Regions from separate parts of the Mus musculus genome. Here region 2 is linked to region 1. The links are chromatin contacts, called in public Hi-C maps. All regions are on one chromosome and are shown on one strand. The core of a region is the stretch at or near the end of the contact, and the rest is flanking DNA. Distances in the headings are between cores, read along the strand shown.

The links. A called contact is a pair of places that touch in the nucleus more often than the background predicts.
Region 2: a contact with region 1 is called in a Hi-C map of neural progenitor cells, with 2.2 times the contacts expected there. The contact joins two enhancer-like sites. A contact is called at or near these places in 2 of 484 Hi-C or Micro-C datasets (nephron progenitors and neural progenitor cells) and 1 of 9 other capture datasets (embryonic stem cells).

What each region holds. Positions count from the first base shown.
Region 1 is chr9:49,656,422-49,661,314 of GRCm38.p6, forward strand. All of the region lies in intron 1 of Ncam1 (neural cell adhesion molecule 1), which reads right to left. Among named protein-coding and RNA genes, the nearest start is that of Ncam1, 140 kb to the right of the region's middle. Within about 2 kb of position 2,115, at least 24 of the 459 cell types and tissues checked have an H3K27ac peak or open chromatin away from gene starts, as enhancers often do. A contact at or near this core is called in neural progenitor cells, where this site is marked.
Region 2 is chr9:50,062,439-50,067,331 of GRCm38.p6, forward strand. No RefSeq gene overlaps it. Among named protein-coding and RNA genes, the nearest start is that of 2310003N18Rik, 170 kb to the right of the region's middle. Within about 2 kb of position 2,228, at least 33 of the 459 cell types and tissues checked have an H3K27ac peak or open chromatin away from gene starts, as enhancers often do. A contact at or near this core is called in neural progenitor cells, where this site is marked.

The DNA.
Region 1 (4,893 bases), core at 865-3,364:
GTTTTATCATTCTCCTCTGAATTTTATGGTGACGGCACAAATTTGAATATTTTTCCCCAAAAACAATTTCTAAAGAAAACAACTTAAATTGACTTTGTCTATACCCTGCAATCACTGGATTTTTGGCACTTTAAATACTTGATTTCCTTAGATTTGCTTTTCATAGAAAGGGTTTTCTCTCTTTGTTATATCTTTCAAAAATTAATTAGTTTTTACTTTTACTGGGAGGTGGGATGCATGCCAAGGCATCTGTGTGGAAGTTGAGGACAACTTTGTGAAGTCTATTTTATCCTCCTGCCTTTCTGCTGGTTTGAGAAATCAAATTCATGTCAAGAGACTTTTATGGGAAGCCCCCACTAGGCTGAGTCATGTCTCTGCTCCCTTATCTGTCCTTCGGTGGCTCATTCTAGTTCTCTGTGCCTCAAAGGAACACGACTCCAACAGTTACGCCTCTAGATTCTTTCCTATACAGATTTCTTCCATTTTCAAAGAGTCATGGCTTCCTGCTTCAGTTCTCAACTCATATTTTAATTCTGTTCACCAAAACAGAGCCAGGAATCTAGCAAGGCACTGTAGGTTCAATGAGAGACTCATTGTAGAAGAGGTGACAGAGAATGTATAGCAAATAGTAGAGATACAGAAATGGGAGACCATGTGTGTTATAGAGAATATGTCCAGTCTATGAAGAGAAGGAGCAAGAGACGCCCTGGAGGGAGCCCTCTTCAAGACGGACATTTTAGTCCAGTGGAGACCCCTAGTCATGTCGAGCTGGAAAAGAGAATTTCAAAGAGGGAGGGAAAAAAGCACAAATGTCTTCCAAAACGAAAGAGTCAGAAATATCTATGGACTTGGAAAGTATGTGCATGTGACCGGAGACAAGTAAGAGAAGAGGAGAACAGGGAGAGATGGCAGAGAGGGAAAGAACCAGAGCTTGCCAGATCCCTGTGAAAGAACTTAGATTTGTTCTTAGGGGGTAGTAGCAGGTCAAGAGAAATGGAGATGTCTGATTTTTTTTTTAAAATATCTTTTCCTTTATACATAATTCTGGAAGAATGTGACCCTGTGGCTTCTGATTCTCAAATCTGCAGCATATTTTATCAGGATTCCAAGATCAAATAACTAATTACTTCTTCCAAACACTTCCAAATGATCATCATTTAAAAAATCATCGAAAAGAATGGAAGGGAACAAGACAAAGCAGGGCTTCTCAGGACAGAGCTGTCTTTATTAACTCTAAATCACAGAATTGTTTAGTTGCTCAAAGTTTCGATAGCACTTTCCTACATTCCTGTGTTTGTTGTTTTTCTCCCTTGACAAAGTATGTTTAGAAAATGAGTGATAAGAATTTACAATAATGAGCTGTTCACACATGTTCCCTAAGTATTTCCCTGGGATAATGAAACAACGCTTGTTAAAGAACAACCAAGATGAAGACTATAGGAAAAGTAAGAACACAGATGTAAATAACAATTCGTGGCCATGTTTCTGTCACCAGGGCACCTATTGAATTGTAGGTGACAAATAGGGAATGGTGACATGTTTGGAAAACCACCAAAAATGACCTCCATTCCTGCCATGCATTTCTGTGTGAGTGCTAAATGACAGCCTGTGATGTCATTCCTCGGGGTGTTATACAGCTTTTCTCTTTGACATAGGGTTTCCTACAGGCATTGAACTCACCAAGTAGGCTGGCCTGGCTGGCCTGTGAGTCCCAGAGATCCTGTTGTCTTGGCGTCCACAGTGCTGGGATTAGAATGCACATGCTAGAATTGCAAGCCCCATGCTTGGCCTTTTACGGGCTTCTGAGAATTGAAGTATGTATGATTCTTGTGCTTGGAAAGGACTCACTTCACTGAAAGCCACCTTCCCAGTCTTCTTCTTGCCTTCTGATCTCAGTCAGTCACAATTTGTAAAGAATTTGCTGCTTCAAGGGTGTCCTTCCGCCTCACCTGCCCATGTGCCTGGAGGAATTTCCTGTGCACTTCTCTCCCATCCTGTCCCCTGCTACTGTTTCCCTATTGGCTATAGCTAGAGGTCAGAGGTTGGGCTATCCATTTGCTGCACAAGCATTCTGCCACTAGGCTACACCCCAGTCCTGTTAGTGTTTCTTGATACTTGGTGGTTGGTTCTGCCTGATTCCTCTCCAAGTCTAGCTCATTGCCGTTCTCTGTGCCACAGCCACAGGCTGGACGCAGAGCCCAGTTTCCCTCAGAAAGGCCCTGGGTTGGCCCAAGTCCATCTCCTTACTCGGACAAACACCAAAGGCTATAAATGAGATTTTTGTCAGGCCACAGATCAGAGACCTGGCCCAGCTAAAACTTCCGCCTAAGTCCAAGACACTCTTTCCCATTAAAGGCTTCTTAATAGGTGTAATTGGTAACTGCCTGAGAATAGTGTGAGCTCATTCAGGTTCTTCATCTACCCATTGGTGCTGAAATAACAGCCAAACAAAAGCAAAACTCCTCCCCAGCACAGTCACTCCCGAAGAACCCATGCTCAAGGCCCTCAGAGAGTGCAGCATAAAATGATTCCCCACACTTTTAGATGCTGTGTACCTCGATAGCGTGATACAAAGAAACCCCACGGAAGACAAGATTTGAATGGAAAAAAACGTGATAAAGTCTTATTTACAGAGGACTATGTAAGGATAAAATGCAATACCAGCAGAACCTCATGATACTCAAACTAAAAAAAATAAAAAGTTAGTAATGCATTTTAAGGCATATCCTCTCTTCCAATTATTGCTATTAATTGCCCCCAGGTCTAAGCAATCAGAATGATCTAGCCAATGGGGAGTAAAGAGTTGCCTGTAATACTTACTTATGGTTGCTGGGCATTGGAAACTCTGCCCCCAACCTGATTTGAGACATCAAGTACTTTGTATTATTATCTGACTCTCATAGGTCAGTGCCTTCATATTCCATTCCAGCTATAAACTAATAGCTGAGTCTCACGGGTTCATAAGTGGCACGGGCTTTGCCGGGCCTGAGGGTGGTTTGCTAATTTAAATTTTTATGCTGTACATGACTGTATCTTCATTCGATACAGCTGGATCAAGATTTGAAGTAAATCAATAATTTTCATTATCCCCCAAAGCCTAAAATCCTCACCTAGAAATTTCTGGAGGGTCACTAGCACTGCCACAGCCATTCTAATAGGGCTCAAAGCAGAAGTGTCAGCATGGTGCCATTCTACATGCTGGATGCTGGGATTGTGGTAGGATGTGTTCTGTGCAAGCTCAGAATATGCTAGGGTTAAAGCCAAGGGAAGCATGGCAAACTGATGACATCTGTAAGCCCATGGTGCCTTTCTCCTCACTGGGACAAACGGAGCTTAAGAGAGGGGTGGTTTTATTTCCCTCACAGGTTCTGTGGGCACAGCGATTCATAGTGGGATGGGACCCAACTGGTCACATTGCAGCTACAGAAAGATAGCAGAGACAGGGATGGCCTTTCGTGCTGCGTACTCTTCAGTCTAGAACCCCAGCCCCATGGAATGATACCATATTCAGGGTGGGTCTTCCCATCTCAGCTAACACAATGTAGAATTTCCCTTACAGACACATCCAGAGGTTTGTTTCTTGGGTGGTTCTACATTCAGTCAAGACAACAGTGTCAATTGTCATACCCCACGTTTCCCACAACCTCTTTTGAATGGCTCTACATAGGAGAGAGCATGACATATTGAAAATCACTTGCATATGAGTATACAATATACAGTACAACACACCAGTTTTCTAAATTATAAGAGTTTATGCTATTTTCAAATGGCTTTTGCAGATGACTAAAAAGGAAAAAAAATCCTTAAAGTATGTTCAGAGAGCATTAGCAAAAGATACTTAATTCTTCCCCAATTTTGTAATGTGTTCTTGGCACATGAACTATTAAGGCTCATTTGCTGAGACAAAGATGTGCAATGTGTACATATTCTGTTCACACTTGAGGCAGAAGAGATGGGCTTCTTTTTACAGGGCATGCCCACTTCAATGCACCAAGCAAAGGAAATATAATCTTTGCTATTCCTAAAAAGGTATGTTTTGTAGAAATATTTGCACAAGAAATCATACCACTATTAAATAGATTCCTGTTGTAACGCTAGATTTTAACCTGATTTTTTGGCCCCTCTCCCAAACCTAGTGGTACCTTTCCAAACCAGCCACAGAGCACACATGAAGAGCCTAAGGAAAAGTCTCACTGTGCAGTACCAGCTCACGTCTAGCAGCATGGCAAGGACCACGCTCCTCACCTTGGCCTGCGCATCTTTGCTAGCCTTGTCTGGGGTCAGCTTCTCCTTTACCTTTGCAAATAATACCTCTATTGATTGGTCTTGCTCTTTGAGCAGAGTGATGCTGGACAGGCTGACTCCACCGGGAAAAGCAGAAGCTGTTTGCCAGCCCAGTCGATGAGCTTAAACAACGTTAAGCCTAAAATGAATCCTATCACTTGATGCAGATGGAAGCTTTGTCTTGAAGTCATTTGAAAACGGGTGCCAATGGACTGGATGGCCCGAGGGTAAAGTCCACCCTGTCTGCTCAGCTGTTCTTTCTGCAGACAGCTTTGCAAGGTTGGGAAGATCCCTCTGAAGAGTGAGTGGAGGCTTCAAGTTATGGTACTATCAATAGTCTACCATCTCTTACCCTTCTCCAATAAAAGCACAAAACACTGAACAAAGGATTCTTTATTATAACATGTTACAGCTAAGCACTGTGGAGGGCTGCAAAGGGCTCCAAGTTAGTGTTGGACAGATCTTGTCAAAACCGTTATCACATACACAGGCAATGGGCATGATCATATGGGGGCACATATTGGCTCAGGAAGCCTACTTTGTTATGTGAAGCCTTGTGGGTTCTCTCTCTCTCTCTCCCTCTCCCTCTCCCTCTCTCTCTCTTTCTCT
Region 2 (4,893 bases), core at 978-3,477, 410 kb after region 1:
GGGAGGTAGAGAGCACTGGGGATTTTGGTCAAGAAACTCCCATGACAGTTGTTCAATTTCATTACACCACTCCTAGTAATAGGTTAGAGCTTTCTGTGACTTCTTCAATAAGGATCCTTAGAGACCACAAGGAGGGCTGTTTTGGCCACTGAATAATAATATGCTTGTCTCTGTAGCCCAGCTACATTTGAAATGTTCAGGTGGTTAACAAGATAATCGTGTATAAGACTTAACAACAAAACAGTCCAAGAAAATAAAACTGGTTCAGAGCATGGCTTTCCTATAGGCAACTCGTTTGCCTGCTTTGGCTCTGCCACCCTTGCTAGGCTGCCTCAGGCAGTACTCCAGTCTTGTGCCATTATTGATTATACTTTGTGGCCATAGAAAACTATTGTGTTGGCTATTGGGCTCACAATGCTTCTACTCTAGCTTATATACAAAGAGATGGTCCAGTGGCTTTATTAGTTATCTATGACCCTAGCTATGGACCTACTCATCGATCCCAGGGTAAATTAGGCCTGTAAGAGTCTTTCTTCATTTTTTTTTAACACAAAGTAAGAGAAGAAGGTCATTCCTTCACCAAGGGCAAGATTTAGGCCAGGAGGCTTGAGAACTATCAGTGACTCATTTTCCCAGTTGCTGAGGAAATAAGATTATGACAGAAGCAAGGGAGAGAGAAGAGGCTACTCGTGATAAAACCCGAACAAGCTGGTAGGGTTATTTAAGTCCCAGTTCCAGTGATCCTTAAGAATCTTTTATCCCTTGAATAATATAAAGCATTCTAGTCCTCTAGTCTCTTCCTGGTACATTTTCATTTGTGTCTAAGACAGTGTGAGTTGGGCTTTTTACATATTATCATCAAATATGCATGGTGAATTCTGAAAGGTTTAGGTTTCATCAAGAGCTACTGGCAAGTGGTATGAACTACCCTGTTAGGAACAGTGCAAAGAGAGTACCCTGGCGTCAGCCTGGATCAGCGTTTGGTTGTATGCACATTTGTTTACTCTTTAGGCTTCTCTGAGTGAGAAACATCCACTTTGTCATTTAAGTGGCAAGAAAATGAACTCTTGTCAGTCCTTGGCACTTTCTATTCAAATATCCACATGAAAGATCCCCGGGGCTGAGATAAAGATAAGATGAGCAAAACCTAGGTATACCATGGAAGGAAGTACCCACTCTCAGAGTCTTGCAAATTCCCTCAGCTTCCTTTCTTACCACATCCTAGCCCCATTTTAGATGTTCCAGATGCTATGAGGACACAGGGTGTGAGCTTTCAACATAGTAGACTGTCAAATTTATTTTGGAACTGAAATCTAAAACAGCGAATTTTCATCTGGCTTTGTCACCAATTCAATATGATCTCAAAAAGACTCTGTAACCTATCTGGGCCTGGGCTTCTTATTGGTAAATTAAGAACAATCACGTCTACTCTGGTTATTTTCAAGCACTGTGATAAGAATAATATTAAATCATGAACGGAGTGGTTAACAGGCTTCTTGGAGGCTGTACAATTCATTCACTGGAACATTAAACCTAATCTCTTACATAAACTCTAGGTTTGCCTGTGACTCGTTTCTTATTTAATTAATTAAACAAATAGGTATTAAGTGCCTACCATGATCAAGGCTGAGAGAGGTACCTGTGGAGAATGAGAAGAAAAATCCAACACATAATATGTTCCATAGGAAATAGAAGTTAGGTGGGATGAGAAGGAAACCACCACCAGGACTCACATAGCTTGATTGATACCCAGTGATTCCCGTAGCCCATTGCCCAGTGGTTATCCTTGGTCTTTCCTTATCTCTTAAGGCAGGTCTACGTTTACTCTTAGGTCCATCTTTTTCCACAGGCCAAAGTTGCTAGGGGAATAACCTGCAATTAGAATTATCTTAGAGAAAAAAGAATTCATCTCAAAAAAAGAGCCAGCTATATATCCTTGACTTACCTGAAGCCTCTGAATATCAGACTTGGAAGACAAAGTTAGCCAGTGAGCAGGTCTAAAAGAGAACTCCTGGTGAATATTCTTTATTACTCTTTTTGGTATTTCTTGACCTTCAATGACACATCTTATATTTTGAGGTCTAAGATAATTGGAAATAAAATGGGAGTTCCAATGTTCAGGGTTCAGAGCCCCTCAGAGAAGTGGCAGGAGTCGGATTATACTGCATGTCCAATACTCAGCAGCAACAGGCGAGGCATAAAGTCCCTGCAAATCTCTCATCCTCTGCTGTCCTATCTGGGGAAAGACATGCCAGCGATTTAACAAGCACAAGGGTGTAAATCACACAGTGAAAACTCTCACCATGGAAGGACAAAGATTTCCTAAAAGAATGAGGGAAAAAAGCCACCCAGTGCTAGGCATTCTAGGAGTTAGTGTTGGTGTCTAAATGTTAAACATTTACATTTTACAGCAAAGTGACATTTTTAAAGGCATTCTATTGCCCATTTGCAGCCATTACTCGCTGTTGGCCATGGACTTAAGGCTGGAGCTGAGCGATGAATCAAAGGCACCCTTTGTACCATGTCACTAAGCAACTGCCTCCTCTTCTGTCTCTCACAGAGCCTGGGCTGGGCACACAGCCTGTGTCATCCACATGGTGAGTTTACGGGTCTTGATTTATGCCAGCCAACGTTTCCTGAGGAAAAGGCAGTTGAGTTTGGGCTTGGGCCATGTCTCGTCGATGTGCTGGGAGGAAAACATGGAGCAAGTGGGGATCAGCACAAGTAGGCAAGGTCAGGCCTGGTGTTTTGTTCCAGATTGCCCTAGCATCTGTAGAATATCGCTTCAGTTCAAAGAAGGCAAGTAGACAGCATGCATGTTGATGAGCTCCTTTGCAATCCAAAGTGGGCATTCCTAGTCTATCATAAAGTATGTTATTGAGCCAGATGTAGCTTGGAATTGTATACGATATATATTTCAAGACTCCCTTACCAACTGGCCAGTTGGCATATGAGATGAGCCTATTTGTCACCCTGTCTATGTGCCAAAGTCTGATTGCCACCTCTTTTTTTTTACATAAGGCTTCAGCATTTCTTCATATATAGCTGTCTCTGTAATGGAAATAACAAGGTTGGGGACAGCTAACCTGCACACTTCTTTGTGTGCATAAAAATCACTTAATCATGCTGGCACTGGACAAGAATTTGATGTTGTCCACAACACGTACACAGAAAGTCATGATGCTTGTCACTTAATGAACACATGCTGTGCATCAGGTATGCAGATGGGTTAACTGATTAGTATTCGCCTTTCACAGTGAACTGAAGGCTCAAAGAAATAAAGTCATCCATAAGACTCAGCCAACCAGAGAGAAGCTGTACTTGAACCCAAGAATGTCTAACTCCAAATAGTTCGTTCTTAGATTAAAAAGTAGACCTTGATACTGGGCACATTGGCTCGCCATCTAAACATTCAAATTTTCTTCTTTGCATCAAGAGGAGAGAGAAGATCCTTTCTTCCTTTCAGAACGTGTCTCCAGATCGTTCCTCACTCTGTCTAGCTTCTAGCTTCCCTGGCAGCTCCTTTAACCCTCCTTGTTTTCAGTTTTCCTTTTAACTAGGTTACAGGGCAAAGTCCAACAGAAAGACAGACCTAAGTGTATGTATGAGAAAGGACTTAACAACAAACATCAGTTATCTCATTTCATAGATGCTAGTAATTGGCTAACAAGGAGGGCTCCTAGCATCCCCACAGTGGGACAAGTATGAGATTCTCATGCTTGGCTCCCAGAATGAACCATCCCTGTCTCTCCTTGCTGAAGCTTTCAGCAATCCTAAACTCTCTGTATTCTTTCAAGGTCTTCTTTAGTGTCCAGTCTGGATATCTGATGTTGTTCTACCAAGAACTGTCAACTGTCACCCTTTCTTCCTTTACTGACACTGCTGCTCCACACTCTGGCACATCTGTCTAGCAACTCCTGCTCTCATGTCTTAACTCTGCATACTTCTTCTGTAGGAAAGATTAGTTCGGTGGCCATATCAAATTCCTAGAATCGAGCACTTCCTCCTAAGCACAAACTCCAATGTTCTTGGTCTGCCTCCTTCACTGGGCTAAAGGCTTGGTGTGTGTGTGTGTGTGTGTGTGTGAGAGAGAGAGAGAGAGAGAGAGAGAGAGAGAGAGAGGAAGGAAGGAAGGAAGGAAGGAAGGAAGGAAGGAAGGAAGGAAGGAAGAAAGAAAGAAAGAAAGAAAGAAAGAAAGAAAGAAAGAAAGAAAGAAAGAAAGAAAGAAAAAGATTTGTGGCTCTAATACTCAGCACCGTCTCCATGCCTCCCCTCAAAAATCAACAGATGTATACATAAATGATTAAGCAGAATGGATAGATGAACTCACTGTCATGGAAACTAACTAGATGAGCACATGTAAGAAGGTGTTCTCCTCCCTACTTCTGTACCTAGTTCACTAAAATTGGCAGATGTCCCCTGAGCTGGAGGAAATGTGCAAGCAGCCAGCATAACCCACAGGGAGTTCAGTCTCAGTATCTAAAATTGGTAGGAAAATAGTCTGAGAAAGATTACCTTATTCAGATGCTGTCCATCAAACAACTTCGGGTTGAAAGAAAAGCAAACACGAGCGATTATATCTTAGTTTTATCACTTGGCATGGCCAAAATCCATATCGGAGGTTAAAAGAAAAGTTCAGAATTTGGCCTCAGCATAAAAATGTGTATTGATTTCTCCAAAGTAGGTATGTGTCCATCCATATGAGAGTATTGATGCCAAATAAGAATCATTCCTAGAACCTAAGGGAGGATCATCAAATACAGTCACTTTATTATAAATTTAATGAGACTTGCTATCTCAAGCTAGGGGAATGAAGAAGTGAAGGCCAGGGTGAATGGTCCCAGGATCCTACATTACATCAGCAGCATCCCTTCCCTCATGATGCCTAGCTCT